Linked DNA regions of Sus scrofa: region 2 is linked to region 1. The links are chromatin contacts, called in public HiChIP or PLAC-seq maps. All regions are on one chromosome and are shown on one strand. Each heading gives the region's core, a stretch centred on a gene start, on an enhancer-like site or on the middle of the called end of the contact. The rest is flanking DNA. Distances are from core to core; before and after follow the strand shown. Region 1 overlaps KRI1 (protein KRI1 homolog). Region 2 overlaps SLC44A2 (choline transporter-like protein 2).

Evidence for each region. HiChIP or PLAC-seq counts read pairs in DNA pulled down with a chosen protein or histone mark.
Region 2: a contact with region 1 is called in an H3K27ac HiChIP or PLAC-seq map of alveolar macrophages. The contact joins two enhancer-like sites. A contact is called at or near these places in 3 of 5 promoter capture datasets (fetal liver, liver and skeletal muscle), 31 of 47 Hi-C or Micro-C datasets (alveolar macrophages, blood, brain and 15 more) and 2 of 2 datasets of contacts at active chromatin or transcription factors (alveolar macrophages and skeletal muscle).

The regions. Positions count from the first base shown.
Region 1 is chr2:69,329,767-69,332,498 of Sscrofa11.1, forward strand. It overlaps KRI1 (protein KRI1 homolog), which reads right to left. Exons shown (of 19, transcript XM_013987437.2): 11 at 2,683-2,732; 12 at 2,422-2,592; 13 at 1,267-1,342; 14 at 1,081-1,169; 15 at 863-989; 16 at 645-775; 17 at 190-254; 18 at 1-74. Among named protein-coding and RNA genes, the nearest start is that of KRI1, 6.0 kb to the right of the region's middle. Within about 2 kb of position 1,380, at least 9 of the 83 cell types and tissues checked have an H3K27ac peak or open chromatin away from gene starts, as enhancers often do. A contact at or near this core is called in alveolar macrophages, where this site is marked.
Region 2 is chr2:69,398,061-69,400,882 of Sscrofa11.1, forward strand. SLC44A2 (choline transporter-like protein 2) reads left to right here. Exons shown (of 22, transcript XM_021083792.1): 22 at 1-1,021. Among named protein-coding and RNA genes, the nearest start is that of ILF3, 14 kb to the right of the region's middle. Within about 2 kb of position 1,386, at least 20 of the 83 cell types and tissues checked have an H3K27ac peak or open chromatin away from gene starts, as enhancers often do. A contact at or near this core is called in alveolar macrophages, where this site is marked.

The sequences.
Region 1 (2,732 bases), core at 130-2,629:
TCTGCCTCTTTTTCCATGTATTCTGGGCCTTTTGGCTGTACGACCTCTTGTCCTGCAGCTCTTCCTGCTCCGACCTGTAGGCATCAGGCAGACTCACCTGTCTCTGGGTGCTCTGGGTGGTGCCCACACTTGCCTGCCAGCTCACCCACCACTCCTCCCAGGGCACCCAGCCCAGCCCCACCCCTTCACCTGTACATGCATGTCTTCTTCAGGGAGCACCACCGGTTCAGCTCCTTGTCGTCAGCAGCGAGGATCTAAGGGGGAGGGAAGGTGAGGTCCTGTGTGTTTGCCTGGGGGGGACCTGACTCTAAGCCTTAGTCACCTTCTCCGCCATTTGAGCCTCTGCTTTGCAGAAACCGTTTGAGGCAGGTAATCTTAGCGGTATCATCATTAGCACTATTATTCCTATTGCCTTTTTTTTTTTCTCCTGCGTTAGTGGCATGCAGAAGGTCCCAGGCTAGGGACTGAACCTGCCTCAAAGGAGCCCCCCAAGCTGTTGCAGTGACAACACTAGATCCCTAACCCACTGTGCCACGAGAGAACTCCGTTATTCCTATTGCTTTTGTGATGAAGAAACCAGCCATGTCATAGCCCGGGCAAGCTCCGGGCTCCCCCTTGCCTAGCGGATGTCCTTGGGATCCCACCTCCTCCGTGCTGAGCCCGAAGTCGCAGGGCACCACCGTCCGGTACTTGAAGCGGCAGGGCAGGTCATCAATGATGTCCTCGTAGTCTAGCCGGTAATACTCATCCAGGTACTCCTCAAACGTCTTGTCCCCTACGAAGGGACAGACAGAGCCAGGCTGCCGAAGTGCGCCAGATCAGCAGAGCCCCTACCTGCCCACGGCAGCCCGCCTGGCCTCACCGGGATCAAACACAGGCTTTTCCTGCCCCACAGCGGTGGCGAAGGGAGACTTTCGCTTTTTCTTGCCCAGGGAAGGAGCCTCGCGGTGCTTCTTCCGAGGCTGGCTAGGGTCATAGTCGGCATCCATCTGTCAGGACGCATGGGTCAGACCTGCCCTCCGGGCCTTGGAGGACCCTGTGAGTGCCCCGCCCCCCCATCCCCAAGCCCAGGGCACCTACATTGAAGTCTGGGTCCTCGCAGTGCAGCTCCGGCTGGCTCCAAGCTCCACCCTGCTCCGGCCCAGCCCACGTGTCCCAGTTCCAGTCATCTGGTTCCAGAGGACAGAAAGACAGCAGTGGGCGTCAGATTGGGCCAAGCGCCCCCACCCCAGCCCACTTCCCCCTAACCCTAACCGGTGACCTCACCTTCAAGCCCCTCCTCTTCCTCAAATTGCGGCTTCTCCTCCTCTGCGGTGCCGTAGTACTCATCCCCAAAGCACTTCTGCAGGGTTGTTGGGGAGTGGGTTAGCAGAGACAGCTCTCCTCCCGCCCTTTACACGGCTCCCCAGCGCCCCCTAGGGACCCAGCTCCTGCTGGGAGCAGGCTGACGCGGTGCGTCTGCCCCCCCACACCCACTTCTTGGCTCATCTTGCCCTCGCCAACCCCTTCCTCTGTGCGCCCTGTTCCACTTGACTGGCATAAGCAGACATTACCAACTGTGTCATTTATTAAGCACCCACTACATGCCTGACGCTGGGCTTCACCTCACTGGGTTTTCACAAGCACCCAGAGGTGCAGAAACCTCAGAATACCGAGAAACTGAAGCTCAGGATTAAGCTTCTAGAAAGTGAAGGCTGAATTCCGACCACACAGCACCCACCCAGCCCAGTTATCACCTGGCCCACCTACACATGTCTAGTCTCCTTCCCTGACCTCCCAGGCTTAGTCAGGGGCCGCTTTGCAGTGTCCATGTTCCCCACCACTTCTCCCATCCAGCCCTCATTGTCTGTTTCCATAGCCTGAAACTGTTTCCCCATCTACAACAACAAAAAACACTAGCAGCTCAACAGGTGAGTTTATTTTTTTACTTTATTATTTTTTTAGGGCTGCATCCACAGCATATCGAAGTTCCCAAGCTAGGGGTCCAACTGGAGCTGTAGCTGCTTGCTGACCTACGTCACAGCCACAGCAACACCAGATCTGAGCTGCATCTGTGACCTATACTACAGCTCACAGCAATGCTGGATCCTTAACCCACTGAGTGGGGCCAGGGATCGAACCCACATCTCCATGGATACCAGTTGGGTTCATTACCACTCAGCCACAGCAGGAACTCCTCAGTAAGAGAGTTTAAAGGAAAGACAGTGACCCGCAGTTCCTTGACCATTAACCAACTTATTTTTTTTTTGCCACACCCATGGCATGTGAAAGTTCCCAGGCCAGGGATCGAAGCTGTACCACAGCAGTGACAACACCAGGTCCATAACCCACTGAACCACCAGCGAACTCCCCAACTTAATTTCAGAGACACAGGCTCAGAGAGGTTAAGCCATTTCTCTGAAGTGACACAGCTGGACTCACCTGCATGAGCTGGTCGTGCCGGGCGGGGTCAAAGTCATCCTCGAGGTCCTGCTCCTCAAAGCCCAGGGTCTCATTGCCCGTGACCTGCCGCAGCCTCTCCAGCTTGGCCAGAATCTCCTTCCTCTTCAGATTCTTCAGCTGCTTGAGCTCCTCTTGCTTCCTTGCTTTTTCCTGTGGGCAGCAGGCCAGGGTGAGAGAGGGGGCATGGGCTCCTCTTCACAGGCTGGGGACCACCCCCCAGCAAGTCACCCCGACACTCACCCTCTTCTTCCGCTCTCGCGTCTCCTCCCTCCTCTCCTTCCTGCGCTCGT
Region 2 (2,822 bases), core at 136-2,635, 68 kb after region 1:
CCTATACCAAGGGCCAGTCTGTTTTCACAGGGCAGCCCCCCAAGACTGCACAGTGAGTCTTTCCAGCCTCCCCTGGCCCGGATGAGAAGCGCAGCGAGGCTTCTTGATGGCTGGCAGGCGAGAGAACCCGGCCTCTGTGGGCTGTCCTCCATCGCCTGTCCCCCTTTTAGGACAGGACAGCATCTGTGTATGCAGAAGCGGTGACCACAGCAAGGCTACCACCATTCACTTTGTGTCTGCTCCGGCCAGAATGCCAGGACCCTTCTCCAGGGCTGAACAACTGGCCACCGGCCACTCCAGGCATTTCTTCGTTAATATTTTTTTAACCTGGATGTGCATTAAAGGATCTGTTAGCTTTTTTTCTGTCCGTCTTCACGACTGAGATGGGTCTGCTAAGGAATGCTTTTCTGCTTTCTCGTGTCCACTCCTTGGGTGTGGCTGGGGTGGGAGTGTGCGCACCCAGGTTGGGGTGTTTCCTGGCAGGGGAGACAGTAGTAGGCTGTGTTGATGGGAGAAGGGGGAGGGAAGCTGTCAGGGGAGGTTGCCTGGGAGCAGGCTGGTGTGGGGCAGGAGGGAGGAGGTGGCTAGCAGCAGCTTAATGGAAACCGGCTGCCTGGCAGGCTGGCTGGTGGGGTTGGGCCGAATTTCTCTCCTTTCTCTGCCAGTTATTGACACAGCTCTCTTTGTGAGAGAGAAAAGAACTGAATCCACCCAAGGGACAATTTCAGATGAAAGGGGGGTGGGAATAGGGCCAGATGCCCTGGGCAAATGGGGGGGGGGCCCTTCTGCCCAGTCACCTCACCTTGAGGATCCTTTTGCCAAATTTGTTGAACTCAGGGGAACTGGTGTCCTGGTTCCCCCTTCGCCATCTCCCAAGGCCCTGGATCCGGGATCCCAGAGAGGGAGAAACCCCAGCCTAGGGTTTCTTTCTCCTGTGCCTGCCACCCCCTTCCCTGTGCTGTCCTCACAGCCCTACATGTAACTGCATTCCAACCACTAATAAAGTGCCTATTGTACAGAGCCTGGGCCTGGAGTGTTTGTCGGGGGAGTGGGAGGCTGGTAGGAGGAACCCCAGCTTCAAAAGCCCCGGGATCCTCTGAACCCTAGCAACTTTCCCCAGGGGAAGGAGGGAGAGCAGGAAGCCCTCTGTCTGTTGGCCTGTCTCTATCCGTATTCCACCATGCAGGCAGCTGAGGTTTCTCCTGATGCCTAGACTCCAGAGGGCAGCACTGACCTGCCCACTGCCTCAGCACACAGCCTAGACACGTGCCCCAGGCCCCCTTTGTCTCCAGCCTGGGCCAGGCACCTGGGCATCAATCACAGTCTAATCTAGTGGCTTGGGACCTGCAGAGCTGCCCCGCCCTGCTGCCTGGAGGCTCGCCACTGCCCCCTGGTGCCAGCTGTCTATCACTTGTCTCATGGCCCCACTGTGTTAACTGCCTTTCTCACCCTGTACATCCTGGAATGTCCCTGGAATTTTTTTTTTTTTTTTAATCTCATAATGATGGTTTATATTTGCATATTTGTTTATAAAGATAACCTGAGGATACAGCAAATTGTGATCATTATCCACATCCCTTTTTGGCAGCTACATAAAGAACAGGAGGCAGGTAGAGAGCTCATGGTTAAGCCACAATGATCATACATGTGTGAATACAGGGCATTCTGCTTAGGTGTCTAAGTTTCTGATGTTCACTCTGGACTCAGCAATGCACTCATTTTATTTTCCAGGGTGGAATTTCATGTCTTGCAGCTGCAGCTGCTACTTCTCACAGAATTTCCCTGTGTCTGGATTCACTGAGGTTCAGGTTCTTTGTGTCTCTGTGCAGAAGGAATTCAGCGAGAGACAAAGTGATTGGTAGGCAAAAATAGGTTTATTAGGACGCTTGTGAGAGATACAAGCAGGCAAGCACAGAAGCTCTGCCTGGAATTTTTTCTTAAAAGTTTTTGGAGTACTTTTTTTTTTTTTTTTTCTTTTTAAGCCACCCCGAGGCATATGGAGTTCCTGGGCCAGGGATCAGATTGCAACCTATGTTGTAGCTGTGGCAACACTGGATCCTTTACCCACTGTGCTAGGCTGGAATTGAAACCTTCATCCTAGAGCTGCAGAGGCACCATGGATTCTGTTGTGCCACAGCGGGAACCCCTGGAGTACTTTTTATCTGCATGTATACTCTCCCCATTCATTAGTTAAGGTAGGGAAGTTGGGCGAAGTGTCTGAAGGTTGCCCAGTAGACAAGGGGCTGAGAAGTTCAGGTCTTGACCCCAAAGACCTCACCCTATATCTTGTACAGCCATTCTCTGAGTTTGCTTGTTCACCTCATTTTTTTTTTTCCTTCTGCATCTAAAGGCATGCAGAAGTTCCCAATTTTCAAGCTGAGCCATAGCCTGATCCACCGGGGAACGCCAAACCCCATCTTTTGAGTTGGTTCCTTCCTTACCCTCAGTTCCTGTTAACCCTGCCTCCAAAATAGGTCCTAAACCCTCCCACTTCTCCCCGTATCTTCAGTTTCCAGCTCTCATCACTCATCACCCCCCACCCCCCACCCTGTCCTTCGCTGTTCCCTCCCTGACCCACCCCGAGCAGGCACAGAAGGGCACCTGCAAACACCTGAATTCATAATCGTCTCTGCTCAAGAACCCCCAGTGAAACCCAAAGTCTTCAAGGCAGCCCACAAGGCCCTGACCCATTAACACCCCCTTGCCGGCTCTTCCAGCCACCCTGGCCCCAGGGCTTGTGCCTGAAATACTCCTGCTTTTAGCTCAAGGGTCACCTCCAGGAAGACTTCCCACTCGTCTGAAGTTGGCCACTCTTGGTGATG